Linked DNA regions of Mus musculus: region 1 is linked to region 2. Evidence: chromatin contacts called from public HiChIP or PLAC-seq data. All regions are on one chromosome and are shown on one strand. Each heading gives the region's core, a stretch centred on a gene start, on an enhancer-like site or on the middle of the called end of the contact. The rest is flanking DNA. Distances are from core to core; before and after follow the strand shown.

What was found. HiChIP or PLAC-seq counts read pairs in DNA pulled down with a chosen protein or histone mark.
Region 1: an H3K27ac HiChIP or PLAC-seq map of microglia shows a contact between it and region 2, with 7 times the contacts expected there. The contact joins the promoter of Slc2a5 here to the enhancer-like site in region 2. A contact is called at or near these places in 2 of 39 promoter capture datasets (embryonic stem cells and pre-B cells), 1 of 15 datasets of contacts at CTCF or cohesin (large pre-B cells), 4 of 484 Hi-C or Micro-C datasets (the 63-12 cell line, bone marrow-derived macrophages, cerebral cortex and 1 more), 4 of 115 datasets of contacts at active chromatin or transcription factors (cardiomyocytes, embryonic stem cells, large pre-B cells and 1 more) and 3 of 9 other capture datasets (adipose tissue, embryonic stem cells and macrophages).

The regions. Positions count from the first base shown.
Region 1 is chr4:150,113,866-150,120,772 of GRCm38.p6, forward strand. It overlaps Slc2a5 (solute carrier family 2 (facilitated glucose transporter), member 5), which reads left to right and starts at 5,479. Exons shown (of 14, transcript NM_019741.3): 1 at 5,479-5,685; 2 at 5,790-6,183; 3 at 6,819-6,900. The coding sequence starts at 6,871.
Region 2 is chr4:149,836,659-149,843,243 of GRCm38.p6, forward strand. No RefSeq gene overlaps it. Among named protein-coding and RNA genes, the nearest start is that of Gm42354, 49 kb to the left of the region's middle. Within about 2 kb of position 4,428, at least 62 of the 459 cell types and tissues checked have an H3K27ac peak or open chromatin away from gene starts, as enhancers often do. A contact at or near this core is called in adipose tissue, bone marrow-derived macrophages, cerebral cortex and 1 more, where this site is marked.

The DNA.
Region 1 (6,907 bases), core at 4,229-6,728, 280 kb after region 2:
ACAAAAAAAATTTGTATAAAGTGTTTAAGATGGCTGAGGTGATACACACCTGTAATCCCAATATTGAAGAAGCTGAGGCAGGAGGCTTATGTGAGTTCCAGACCAGGCTGGGATATATCCTGCGTCCTGGCTCAAGAAACCAAGAACAGCAGCTATATCCATAATCCAGGGCAGTTCTGGGTTCTAACCCCCAAAATAACCATAAAAATATCCAAGGGCTAGAGGGGTCACTCAGTCATTAAGTACTTGTCTTGAGTATGAGTCCCCGGGTTCGATCCGAAGGGTGGATGTAAACACTGAGGCAGAGACGGGATTGCTGGAGCTCGCTAGCCGGCCAGTCTAGCCGAAATTGAGAGCTCCAGACCAATGGGATGCTTTATCTCAAAGGACGTAGGCAGAGTTTCCGAGGTTGTCTTCTGGCTTCCACAAGCCTGTGTACACACACGCGCACATACACCACACACAAATACTTGAATTTTTAAAAGGTAAACAAAATAAGATCTAGCCCTTATGTATTTTTTTTAACCACAAATTAAAAAGCGATGCTGTTGTGGGGGTAGGGGCAGCTAGAGGGATGCTTTTTTAAAACAAAGAGGCTATGCTTAGTCATCAGAAGCCACACAAAGTTGCTGAGAACTGTAACGACCTGGCTCTCATGCTGCGGGCCCGTGACTCTGAGGAACGCACCCTGCTTGCCCACTGTACCCTGTGATAGACAAGGTCAAATTCTGTTCTTGGTACAGGCAAAGCACAGAGCAAGCTGGTCATGCATCTGAGACGTCCACACCGGGTGCGGACTGTAGGCTCCCTGCTTCGCCGCCGCGGGCGAGCGGCGTGGACAGCGGCTGAAATGATGACCAAGCACAAACTCCCGCCCTTGCCTCATTCTCTTATTCATTACTCATTGTTTCAGGCTTGGGTTCTCCCAACCAGGGGACACACCCCCGAGCAGTGTAGCTAGGAACAGGGTCCAGGTGACAGAAGAAACGTTGGGTGAGCACTGGACTTTAGACCTCCTGTGTCAACCTCCCTCTCAAGACAAGGTGCAAGACAGCGGCGTGGCTGAAGAATGGGTGTGCTTGGACCTTGTCATGACCCTTTCCTTATCGAAGCCCGGAGTAGACATGACGGGTGTCAGATAGATCCTACCGAAAACAACCTCCCTTGCATGCCCGCCTCATGCTGTGCCCTCGGAGGGCATCAAGACTTTCCACTATGCCGTGGTACATTTTGCTGAGCAACCTGACATGCTGCCCCGTGGCATAGAAAGATAACGGCTTACCGAAAGGCTGGTCAGCGCTCACCAGGGCATGCTACGTCATTTGAATGGGAACAGAATCGATTGCGGTCGTGATAAGACGGAAGCTGGGAAATCTCAGCAGGCATTCAGCAGCACACTAGGGTCCTTAGGCCACTTACTCCCAGGAGAATACTGTATCCTTGGCTCTAAAATCTGAAGGGGTGGCAGTGTGGCTCGGTGATAAAGGCTGTGTGTGAGCCCTACCTACACCGGTATGACGCATAAAACATCGTCCCGTTAGGGCAGAGTCAGAACAAACAGAAGAGTCCCCCGCACCTCTCCACTCCTCCACCAGTGGAGACAAGCAGAGCCCCAGCACACGGAGGACTGGGAAAGTCAGCATCTTCACTACATATGGAGTTTGGATCGACGTGGTTACATGCGACAGCCATCAAGAGACTGTAGCTCTATGTGTCTCAGTGTCTTATGAACTCTGGTTGGTAGGGGTCTGATGTCCTCCTCTTGGCTTCTTCAGGCATCAGACATGCACAGCGTGCACATACACACCTGATGGCAAACGCTCATAGACAATATAGATTAAAATTGACATAAGAAACTCCACAAAAATATCACATGTGTCATTTCATCAAATGTTCTTCTCCATTTACAGTGCGGCAGATGAACCCAGGGCCTATTCACACTGGGCATCTGAACTCTATACTTCTAGTTCCACTCCCAAACAGTTTTCTTAGAGCCAAAGTCTCAGTGTATAGTCCAGACTGGCGGCTACTCAAAATCTTTCCACCTCGGTGTTTCTGGTGTTGGGATGATAGATATGTACCGCCATGCCCAATGTCATGCCAACTTGTGACAACCTAGGATCATCTGAGACAAGAGTCTTGACTGAAGAAAGGCTCAGATCAGGCCAGTGGACAAGTCTTTAGGGGATTGCCTTGATTGTTGATTGCCATGGGAAGTCCCAGACCACTGTGGGCAGCACATTCCCCAGGCAGAAGACCCTGCACGATTCAGAACAAGTAAAAGCTACAGGCAACTTTGCGTGTATTTGTTTCTCTCTGCTCTTGACTATGACTATGATATGACTGACTACTGACTGAATGCCTGCCTTGATTCCCCCTCGGTGATGGACAGTAACCTGGGACTGTAAAAAAACTAAACCCCTCCTCTCCTAAGTTACTTTTGTCTGGATATTTTATCACAGCAATAGAAAGGAAACCAGGACACCTGGCTTGTCCCAAATTCTAAATACCTTCTCTATGTTAAAAAAAAAAAAGGAAGAAAGAAAAAGAAAAGAAAAGAAAAGAAAAGAAAAGAAAAGAAAAGAAAAGAAAAGAAAGAAAGGGGAAAAAAAAAAACCAAGTTCCTGAACTCAGGGGGCAGAGGCAGGTGGCTCTCTGAATTTAAGGCCAGCCTCGTCTACATAATGAGGTTCTGGACAGCCAGGGCTATGTAAAGAGACACTGTCTTAAAACAACAAAAACAAAAAGAAAGAAAGAAAGCCTGCCAAGAGCCTTCAATCGTCCTGAGTTGCTCAGGGTGTTCATTTGACTGAATCTGCCCGCTACTGAATTTTTTTTATCAATTTCTATCAAAGAAAGAGAGAGAGAGAAAGAAAGAAAGAAAGAAAGAAAGAAAGAAAGAAAGGAAGGAAGGAAGGAAGGAAGGAAGGAAGGAAGGAAGGAAGGAAGGAAGGAAAAAAGCAAAAAAGGCTACACGCACTGACAGTTGTCTGTCTGTCCATCTCGCTAGTCTCCTTTCAATGCCCCCCTCCTTTCCTTTACGCTTTTCAGACCACCTCATTTTGCTACTCCCTCATTGCAAAGCACAGGCTATCAGCACACACATGGCAGAGCTCCTCATGACCAGAGAACTCTTCACTTCCCTCACCTGCCCCCACTTCCCACCTCACCACCACCACCACCCACCCCACCCCACCCCGCCCCCAGCTTGCCAAGAGCCTTCAGTCGTCCTGAGTTGCTCAGTGTGTTCATTTGACTGAACTCTGCCCGCTACTTAATTTTTTTATCAATTGACTTGAGGAGAGGGACATCATTTAAGAAAATGCCTTCATCTGATTGGCTCGAGGGCGGGGGGGGGGGCGTTTTCTTGAATGATGATTGACTTTCGAGGGCCCGGCTCTTTATGTATCAATACTACAACCTTTGGGCAGATGGTCCTGGGAAATATTTTAGAAAGCAAGCCTGAGGGACAAGCCAGCAGGCCCTTTTCCTCCATGGTCTCCGCTTCAGTTCCTGGTTTAGCTTGAGCTTCTGCCGTGGCCTCTCTGGAGGATGTACTGTGATCAGCAGTTGTAAGCTGACACAAACCCTTTCCTTCCGAAGCTGCTTTTGGTTGTGGTCTATACCACAGCCATGGGAAGCAAACTAGGACACTCTGCTTCCTCAGCGAGAGTCTGAGCCCCAAGTGGCCAAGGCTATTTTTGCATCCTTTTTCTCTCTTCTCTATACAGCAAAGGGCCGGGTAAATAAAAACACTGACTAACAGGAAAACTCACATCCCAGAAAGAGCAGCTTCCAAACATTTAGGTTTTCCTCCCCTCCCTCACCCTCCCTTCTCTCTCTCTCTCTCTCTCTCTCTTCCTTCCTCCCTCCCCCCCTTTTATTTTTTATTTTTTTTTAGACATGGTCTTGCATAGCCCACACTGTCTATCCAAGTATGGCCTAGATCTTCTGATAGCCTGCCTCCACCTCCCTAGTGCTGGGATCGTAGGCTGTGCCACCACACTGAGCAATACTCTTCTTCTGGACTGTGTACTGACAAAGTTTCTGTGTTGTGTTACTAATCGTGGTTTTGGAATTGGGATCTGAGACCTAGACCTTCATCCCAGAATTTTTGGCAAAGTTATTTCCCTACTTAGAGGCAATTTAAGGGCTGGAGAGAGGGCTCAGCAGTTAAGAACTCTTGTTCTTCTTGCAAAGGAGCCAGGTTTGGTTCCCAGCACCCACATGGTGGCTCAGAACCATACATGTAAGTCCACTTCAAGGGGATCTATCATCCTCTTGCGACCTAAGCAGGCACCAGTTTCCACATGCAGTACACACATACATGAAGGCAAAACACTCACGTAAAATGACATAGATATTTTAAAATATTTTAGAAGCAACTTAATATAAAAGATCTGAGAGGCTGCTTGGTGGGCTCGGCCTGTCTCACATCCTTCCCCACTGTGGATCAAATGACTTCCCCAAGAGAAAGGTATGGAAGAAGGCCCTCTAGAGTCCAGCCCGGAGAACTGCACCTGGCCACTCCCTTTTCTCTTTAAGACAATCCCTTGGCTCTTATCAGAGATGGCTGCTAAACCCAGGTCAAATTCCTGGAAATATTAGTAATTCGTCACATGTATTCTTTCCACCCGCCTCATTCTGTGCTCTTTAACTCACCAAAATGTCCGTGGGTTTATTAGTGCTTATTAAAGGCCTTTTTAAAGGTCCCATTGAACCAGAGGCTCAGACCTGTAACCCTAACATTTGGGAATCCGAGACCAGGCTCTCTCAGGTTCAAGACCTACCTGGACTATACAGTGAATTCCACAACACCCTGGACTACATAATGGAACTCAGTCTCAAAACACAAACAAACAAACAAACAAACAAACAAAAGCATAAAAATGAATCCCAAAGCTTAGATACAGCGGTGGATTTCCTGCCGCATTCAGAAGCCACAGAAGCAAGGGCGAGATGGCCAGGGAAGGCTCAGCAGGCCGGATCCATCTGGGAGGTCTGAAAACCAAGAGGATCCATCCACACACTTTCAAACCAGATGCACCCAGGGTACTGTGTTCCTAAGAGTGCCCACTGCCCACCTTCCAGCCCTCCACCCTGTTGGCCGTGGCTTGGCTGGGTCCTGAAATTGCGGACAGGTTCTTCAGGGGACACAGAAGACATGTCTATAGAATGACCTTCTCTTCTCTCTTGGAGAAGAGAGCCCTGGGGATGGATGTCCTTGGGGCAGACTGCAGTTGCCAGCCCAGAGGACCAGACAGAATCGCCAGCTCCCTCCAGGGGACACAGGGACGCATGCAGCTCCGCCCCCTCCCCCGCCCCCGCCCCCTACCCGCTCCTGCCCCTCCGCACCCCTCCCCGGCTCACCTCAACCGCAAGTGCTCTTGGGACTGAGGATGAGCGTTGGTCGCGCTGAACTGCGACTGCGCAGAAACCAGACTCCCACTCCGAATACTTCTCTCAGGGTCTGACCACAGACCTGCACCCACCCACCCACCTACCCTGTTGAGAAAGTTGAGGCAGGGATTGAACCCTCAGCTTTCAGATCTCATTTTACAGTAAAACAGGCAGAGAGAAGATTAATAGTTGGGGGCCAAGAAGCTGGCCTCTGTTCCCTACGCTCCCAAGATTGTAAACTCGGCTCGTTATTTCTGTACCCCACCTCTCACTCCCGCCCCCGAAGTAAGTGACACCACCTACAATTTACGTGCATTTTCTTTGGAAGGTTTTGTTTTTCTTCAAACTATTTGAAATACATGAATCTCTCTGGCCCCGTCACGCCTTAGTTGAAGAGCCACCGTGTTGGAGTGGGAAGAAAACAAGGAAGTTTTCCTGGAAGGAGACGCCCCCACTGTCCATTGCTACCCGAGCGGATCTACACTTCTGGATGCAGAGTGGGCTCCTGATAAACGGCTGAAGGGTGAAGGACAAGAAGAAAGACATCTGCTGACTGAACTCGAGCAACAGCTAATAAATCAAAGGAGCATGTCTAACAAGGATGAAAATCTGCGGGCCTGGTGGGACTTTGCTCAGGTTTTGGCTGCCTGGCCTGGTCAGTCCGGTAGCAGTTGAACACGTGCTGAGCGCCGGAGCCCGTGGTGACCAGCTTGTGGGCAGATTGCTGGACTCACACCAGCCTCTGGGGACTTAGCCTGCCCTGCAAAGGAAGAGTACAAGAAGGTATTTGCTACTTTCCCAGTACTGAAAAGTGTATCTCTCCGGGCCGCTCGGGGTTCCTTAAAAAGACAAAATAAAGTTTTCTCCTCAAACAGCGTTACCTAAGGCCAGGGTAGATAGCTCAGCCCTAGAGCACAGGCAATCCGTACTCGGTCTCCAGCACCAATAATAATAGTGATAGTAACGATAATAACAGTTTCATCATGGTTGCTTGAGCAAGAACTGACTCTCCACTAGGGACACTTGGCAGTAGAAGGTGTGGTGGGAAACACTAGGCTAAGCCTTTACAGCCCCATATGTTAGCCCATTATCTAATGTGGCATAGGGCTGGTGACAGCTGTTGCTGTCCATGTGTTCCAGACAGAAATACACTTTCTAGTCATTTTTCAAGGCCGTGCCTGGTGAAGACTTGAGCAGTGGAGGCTGTTTCCCCTGGGTACCTCGCTGAGTCCACAGTTTCAGGGGACCCACTGGCTTAGCCAAACTCTACATGTTTAACTTAAAAGCAGAAGTGAAAGGCAGGGCAAACGCTGCCGGTGCCTGAAAGGGTTATTCTGACTTAGACTAGCAATAAAAATGCAATTGGCTGAGAGTTGGCACGGCCAAAGTGCAGCCTAAATATCTTCCCTCCCGAACAGCACAGCTGGCACTTTGAGGAGGTGAGCCGCAGGCTGCACTTGCAGAGCAACGATGGAGGAAAAACATCAAGAGGAGACAGGGGTGAGTA
Region 2 (6,585 bases), core at 3,178-5,677:
GCAGTCAGCCTGAGGCTTAGCCCACCAGTGTCTTAAGAGACAGTTACCTACCACACATCATATCGTGGGGAAAGATGAGGACTCAAAGGTCAGAGTGTAGTATCTACCAAATGCACATCTCTATTGTAATCAGAACAGCCATCCCCATCGTAATCAGAGTAGCTGGGTGACCTGCCAGAGACCCTCACTAAGGTAGATCCCATCGGCTTTCCCTTCCGAGTCACTGAGATGCCAGCCATTCCCAGTTGTGTGTTATTCTGCCTCAGCTTCTGCTTATTCTCTGAGATGCTAGCATATACCAAAGGTGGAAGGTTGCTGAGGGGAGGCACCAGCTATGCAGCTGTGGGAAGTCACCATCCGTGACCTGTGAGAGTTTCTGTTGTGGTTATGTGTGGGTCATCCACAGTCCCGTATGTATCCCTTCACTCATGGTCTGTAAGTAAGCCCTGTAAACTCGGTGTTTTGTTGCTGTGAAGAGCTACCATGACCACGGCAACTCTTATAAAGGAAAACATTTCACTGCGGCTGGCTCACAGTTCAGAGGTTCAGTCCATTATTGTCATGGCAGGCAGCATGGTGGCACACAAGTAGACATGGTGCTGGAGAAGGAGCTGAGATTCTCTATCTTGATTTGTACACAATCGGAAGAGAACTGACTTGAGCTTCCAAGACCTCAAAGGCCACTCCCACAGTGACACACTTCCTCCAGCAAGGCCACAAGTCCTAATAGTGCCACTCCCTATGGACCAAGCACTCAAACACACCATTCCTATTCAAACCACCACACCACTCTAGGGTTGAGTGGGTAGATGTTTGTTTGTGTCCCCCCAGGAATAGTTCACAAAGACTCCCAAGGCTCTTCCCCACAGCCCCGTTTCTTGTTCTCAGTAAATATAGAAGGATTTGGTATTAGTTATTTCTCTCATTGATGTGACAAGATGCTTGGCATGAAGCCATGCAAGGAGGAAGGGTCCATCTTGGCTCACAGTTTGAGGATTACAGTCATCGTGTTAGGGAAGGCCGATGATGAACACAGACTCCCTTACAGTCCTTACCAGAGGTTTATTTCCAAGGCGATTCTAAATCCCAGCTGAGGAATGTTCCCATTTAACCACCACAGACCTTTTCAAGTCTGATGGCCAGTATTTTTAAACTTCAAGAAAAATAATGTACAAAATTGGGTGTATGAATACTGAAAGCCAACACACCCTGTGGGTTTTTTCTAGCGAGCCTATGCTAGGGCAGAATCCCATGGATTTCTGAGAGTTGTCTAATGGTCCTTCAGACTCTCTCTGAGGAGGAAGTGCTGGCCTCCTCCAGGTGTGAACATCAGGGCATAGTGAGGACTGTCTTCCCTAACCCTTCCAGCCACCAGGGATGACCCATCCAGAAATCTTGGGATGCTCATCCGGGGGAGTGGGGTTTGCCACGAAACCTATCACCTGCACGGTGTGTATAGCAGATCTCTAATGGCTCTCAGTTCCCACCAAGAGCACTCCATACCAAGGCTATGTGCTAACAGGTGTGTCATTGATGGAAGTCGATTTGGAAAGGCGTGCAAACCTGAGTCTGGAGAGATTCCAGCAGCGTGTGTACAGATGTGTACAGAACTCCCAGGAACTTCCTCTAGACATCCCACTGGGTCATGAAAGGATCAAATCTCTCTTTTGGCCTTTTGTGCACATTTCCTCTGCAGCCGGGGAAAGCCCTGTGTTGATGTGTAGAAGCCATGCTCTCTCTCAGATACTCTGAACCTCTCAATCTTCTGGGGACCAACCATTCAGCCATCCAACCTGTGTGCTTTTGTTATGGGAGTACAGAGATATGGGTTCAACTTCGATGATCCATGATGTCTGTGCAGACACAGCTTGGTAGGAAACCCATGGCCCCTGTGGCAATGTCTGGGTAGGACAGAGGAGGGACTCTTTTCCTGCGACTGTGGGCGGCTCCTGGGAACAAGAGGCCTTCAGTCTCCTGACTTTCCTTTGGCCTCAGCCCTTGTAGAGTGTGTTCATCTCTCTCTCTCTCTAAGATGGACACCTCCCTCTTTTCTTGGATGGAATCTATATCATGTCTAAGTGGCTCCATCAGGGAAGGTGTGAGCTCTGAGTGGCCACAGGAGGAACTATGGATCTTGTTCTTCCCCATGGTGGGGCTAGGTCCCCTCAGTGGGATGCCCTCTGGGTGCATTTGGTCCTATTCTCACCAGAGGGCGCCACGACCCTCCTTTATCACTGTCCTGACCTCTGTCCAGGCACACCTTCACTGGTGAGTCTCACAGTTCAGAACGCCAAAGCCTAGCCTTCACCATTCCTACCAGAGAGCCAAATGATCTCCTTAGGGGGAACTGACTTTTCTTTGGGAAAATGAGCAATTTTTGAGTTTGGCAACATCCTCAATATCAGTATAACAGGAACTGACCTCTCTCCTGTATTTCCATTTCAATTTAGGTCTAAAAACCAGCCCCAGCCCCTTCGAGGACAGCATGGGACTCTGCATGATTAAGAGACTCCCTGGGGGTCAGGCACGATGGTGCATGCTTGAAATCCAGGCAGCTGTACTCAGGAGGCGCACGAGTTCAAGGTTATCCTAAGACATAGCAAGTTTGAGGCCAGCCTGGGTTACATGAGACTGTCATAAAACAAACACCCAAACCTGCCAGAGATTAAAACAAGATAAAAGACCCCCTCCTCCAAAAAAACAAAAACAAAAACAGCCTCTCAAGACATGGCCCTGGCAGAAAGCTGTTGGGTACCACTCTCAATCAGACTGACGCAAGCTGCCATCCCGACAGTGGGGCACCTTCTCTTAGGAGGTAGTTTTCTTTTTTGGTCACTGTTAGTTGTTAAGTAGGAGACGGCAATTAAGGCCTTTAAGCCAACACAGATGGGGCTTACTCCGCATTGGTACCAGACAGAGGAGGGTGGCCTGGTGAAAGAATTCCTCCAGTCACAGATCATGCTGTCTACAGGACCCCATGAGTGAAGGATGCCCAGAAGAGCATTTGGGAGAACTAAATATATATAACATACGTGTGTGTGTGTGCATGTTTGGGTGTGTGGGAAGTGTCAGTGTGTGTGTGTGTGTGTGTGTGCATGTTTGGGTGTGTGGGAAGTGTCAGTGTGCGTGTGTGCATGTTTGGGTGTGTGGGAAGTGTCAGTGTGTGTGTGTGCATGTTTGGGTGTGTGGAAAGTGTCAGTGTGTGTGTGTGTGTGTGTGTGCGCATGTTTGGGTGTGTGGGAAGTGTCAGTGTGTGTGTGTGTGTATGTGTGTATGTGCGTGTGTGTGCATGTTTGGGTGTGTGGGAAGTGTCAGTGTGTGTGTGTATGTGTGTGTGTGTGTGTGTGTGCATGTTTGGGTGTGTGGGAAGTGTCAGTGTGTGTGTGTGTGTGTGCATGTTTGGGTGTGTGGGAAGTGTCAGTGTGTGTGTGTGTGTGTGTGTGTGTGTGTGTGTGTGTGTGTGCATGTTTGGGTGTGTGGGAAGTGTCAGTGTGTGTGTTGCAGAGCGGAAGGTTCTGGATTGGATATCACCTGCAGTACAGAGTTTACTCCCCCCCCCCCCCCCAGAACTCTATCTTGGGAGAATCTACATACTTGGCCCTTGACCTTTTACCTCAACCCTGACCCTTATTCCAGCTCTAATCCTCATTTTAGTCCTGTGTGTGTGTGTGTGTGTGTGTGTGTGTTTGTAAGTGTATGTATGTATGTACATGTGTGTGAGCCTGTGTGGTTTCCAACTCTCTGCTAGGCAGCTGGCGTAGCTGCACCATCTTTGCATGTAGATGATGCTACCAGAAGAGGTATCCAACCTCTATGATCCCCAGGAGGGGATGGGTAGGTCTGTGGGTGGACCCACAAATCTCCATTCTATCTGACCTTCTCACATGAATCCTGAAAAGCCAGGTAAACTTTGGCTGGCCCTGGGGTCGCCCCATTATCCCCCTCCCTCCTGATACCCGCCGCCATCACTCTCCAGGAATAGCTGCATCCCTTATGTTGACTCTTGGGTTCTTGCTCCCTAGGACTGGATGGATGTTCACTCATGGTTTCCACGACACTGTTCCTCCTGGCCACTGTAAGGAACAAGGCCTTATGCTCCTGGCCCCAGGGCCCACTCAGCACCTGGCATTCGGGGCCACCAGCTGAACCAACTGTCTGGGCCGTGAGGGTGGGAAATGCTGTTGCTGCAGGATTTGAAGCCCCCTCCCCAGAGAGGGCAGCATTGAGTGGCAGACCTCTTTGGGCTCATTTTCCTACAGTTCCTAGTAGAGATCGCTCCCTTTTCCCATATCAGAAAACAGCTGTTCTGCTGGCTCCCCCGGCATGTGCCAGCACTATAAATACCCCCCAGCCTTGGCACAGGGACCTGGGGAACTTGGGAAGTTAGAGCCCTGGGCTGTGCGGGCAGTGGGAGGGAGAAGCATTGCCCAACTTCCCCCCTCTCAGCCTCCAGGCACAGGCTGGCCCTGCTTCCCACGGGCTAGGAAACCCCCGCAGTCCTCCTAGGAATCTGGCAGAGACAGCTTCAGCAGCCCTGGTGGTGTTTAACACACTGTCTAGTGCGGTCCAGTCAGCTCCCACTGTTGGAGACAGTGAGGCTCAGTGGGAGCCAAGGCACTGGTTCCAGCTGGATTCTTATAGGGGGGAGTGTGAACAGGAAGGAGTAGCTTTTGTTCATGATAGGATTGGCTTTATTTAGGCTTGATTTTTTTTTTTTTTGATGAGTTCTTATATAACCCAGGCTAGCCCTTGAACTAACCCTTGTCTGAGCAAGGCCCTCCTGCCCTGTTGGAGCAGGTGTGTCATTGTGGGTGTGGGCTATAAGACCCTCATTCTAACCTGGAAGTCAGTCTTCTGCTAGCAGCCTTCAGATGAAGATAGAGAGCTCTCAGCTCCTCCTGTACCATGCCTGCCTGGATGCTGCCATGCTCCTGCCTTGATGATAATGGACTGAGCCTCTGAACCTGTAAGCCAGCCCCAATTAAATGTCCTTATACGGGTTGCCTCGGTCATGATGTCTGTTCACAGCAGTAAACTAAGACATGGATCTGGAACTTTCTGTGTAGCCCAGGCGGGTCTCAAACTTGTACCACTCCTTCCTGCTTCAGTTTCTTCCCCAGGAGCAGGAGAGAGGGGAGATGGCTCAGTGGGTAGACGCTCTTGCCTTGCAAGCCTGAGCACCTGGGCTTGATCTGTGTAACAATGAACTAATGACCTCAAGCTGCCCTCTGAACCCCATGTCATAACATTGTCCCCCTAACAATAACAAACAAAGAAAGAACACAAATAACATAAAGAGGAGAGAGGAGGGAGGGAGGCCTCCTTCAGGGCACCCTTTGCTTAGCTTGCCAGTGTAAGCTGAGCTCACCTGTACCTCAGCTGCCTGCTAAGATACCCTGCTCTGCTGTTCTTATGGACTACGTGAGTCAGGCGCCCTCTGGTGCCATGGTTTGCTTACTGCAGCCTGAGAGGGCGATAGCTCAGCAAGCAGATAAAGGTCCAGCCTGACAACCCTAGTTCAGTTTCCGGAACTCATGTGCTGGAAGAAGAAAACTGAGCCCTGCAAGTTGTCTTCTGACCTCCACATGTGCACGGCGGCTTGTGTGTACCCACACACATATGCAAACACTTACACATATAATAAATTAAAAATTCCATTTAGAAGTTATTCTATTTAAGCCAGATTTGCTTTTATTCTATTACAGCCTTTATTATAATACAATTTATTCATAAATTGTGAAACTCACTAAGAATCTAAGTTCTTGGATTTTTTTTTCTTCTTCTTACTTTAAGATCACCAGCCCCCTGCTATTCTTGGGATGCTTTCCCTTGTTAACAAACTAAAAAAAAAAAAAAAAAAAAAAAAGAAAAGAAAATCACTACATCTAGATAATTAGTCACTACTATAGCAAAATCAGAGGTTTAGCCATGGAAATATGAAGAGAAAGTCAGGTGTGAGTGTGCAGCCAGGTGTGATGGTGCATGCCTTTGAACTCAGAACTTGGGAGGCAGAGTTGAGCAGATCTTTATGATTTCAGGGTCCCTGTGGTCCATATGATCTAAGTCTAGGTTGGCCAAGGCTACATAGTGAGTCTCTGTCTCAAAAAGAGAAGGAGGAAGTAAAGAAAAGAAAAGAAAAGAAAAGAGAAGAGAAGAAAAAAGAAAAGAGAAGAGAAGAGAAGAGAAGAGAAGAGAAGAGAAGAGAAGAGAAGAGAAGAGAAGAGAAGAGAAGAAAGGAGACACACATCGCTGTGGAAGAAGTCTGTCTAATTCTGATTCCAACGTTCTGGAAAAGACACAACTGTGGAAACAGGAAACAGATCCCGAGTGGCCTGGGGTTGGGATGCAGCCTCGGCTTACACAATTTATTGGTCACTGAAACTCCCTTGTAGGATACAATGAAGCAGAAGTATACTTGTGGATTGTGAAACTCTGACAATGAACCCTAATGTGATATACACACTTGGGGCAATAACAGTGCGGTCACGTGGTTTCATGGGCACGGGATGTCCCAGTGGGTTCAGGATGTTTATGGCCCAGGAGCTCATGTGCAGGGTGGGTAATCTCAACTCCCTACTGTCTGCA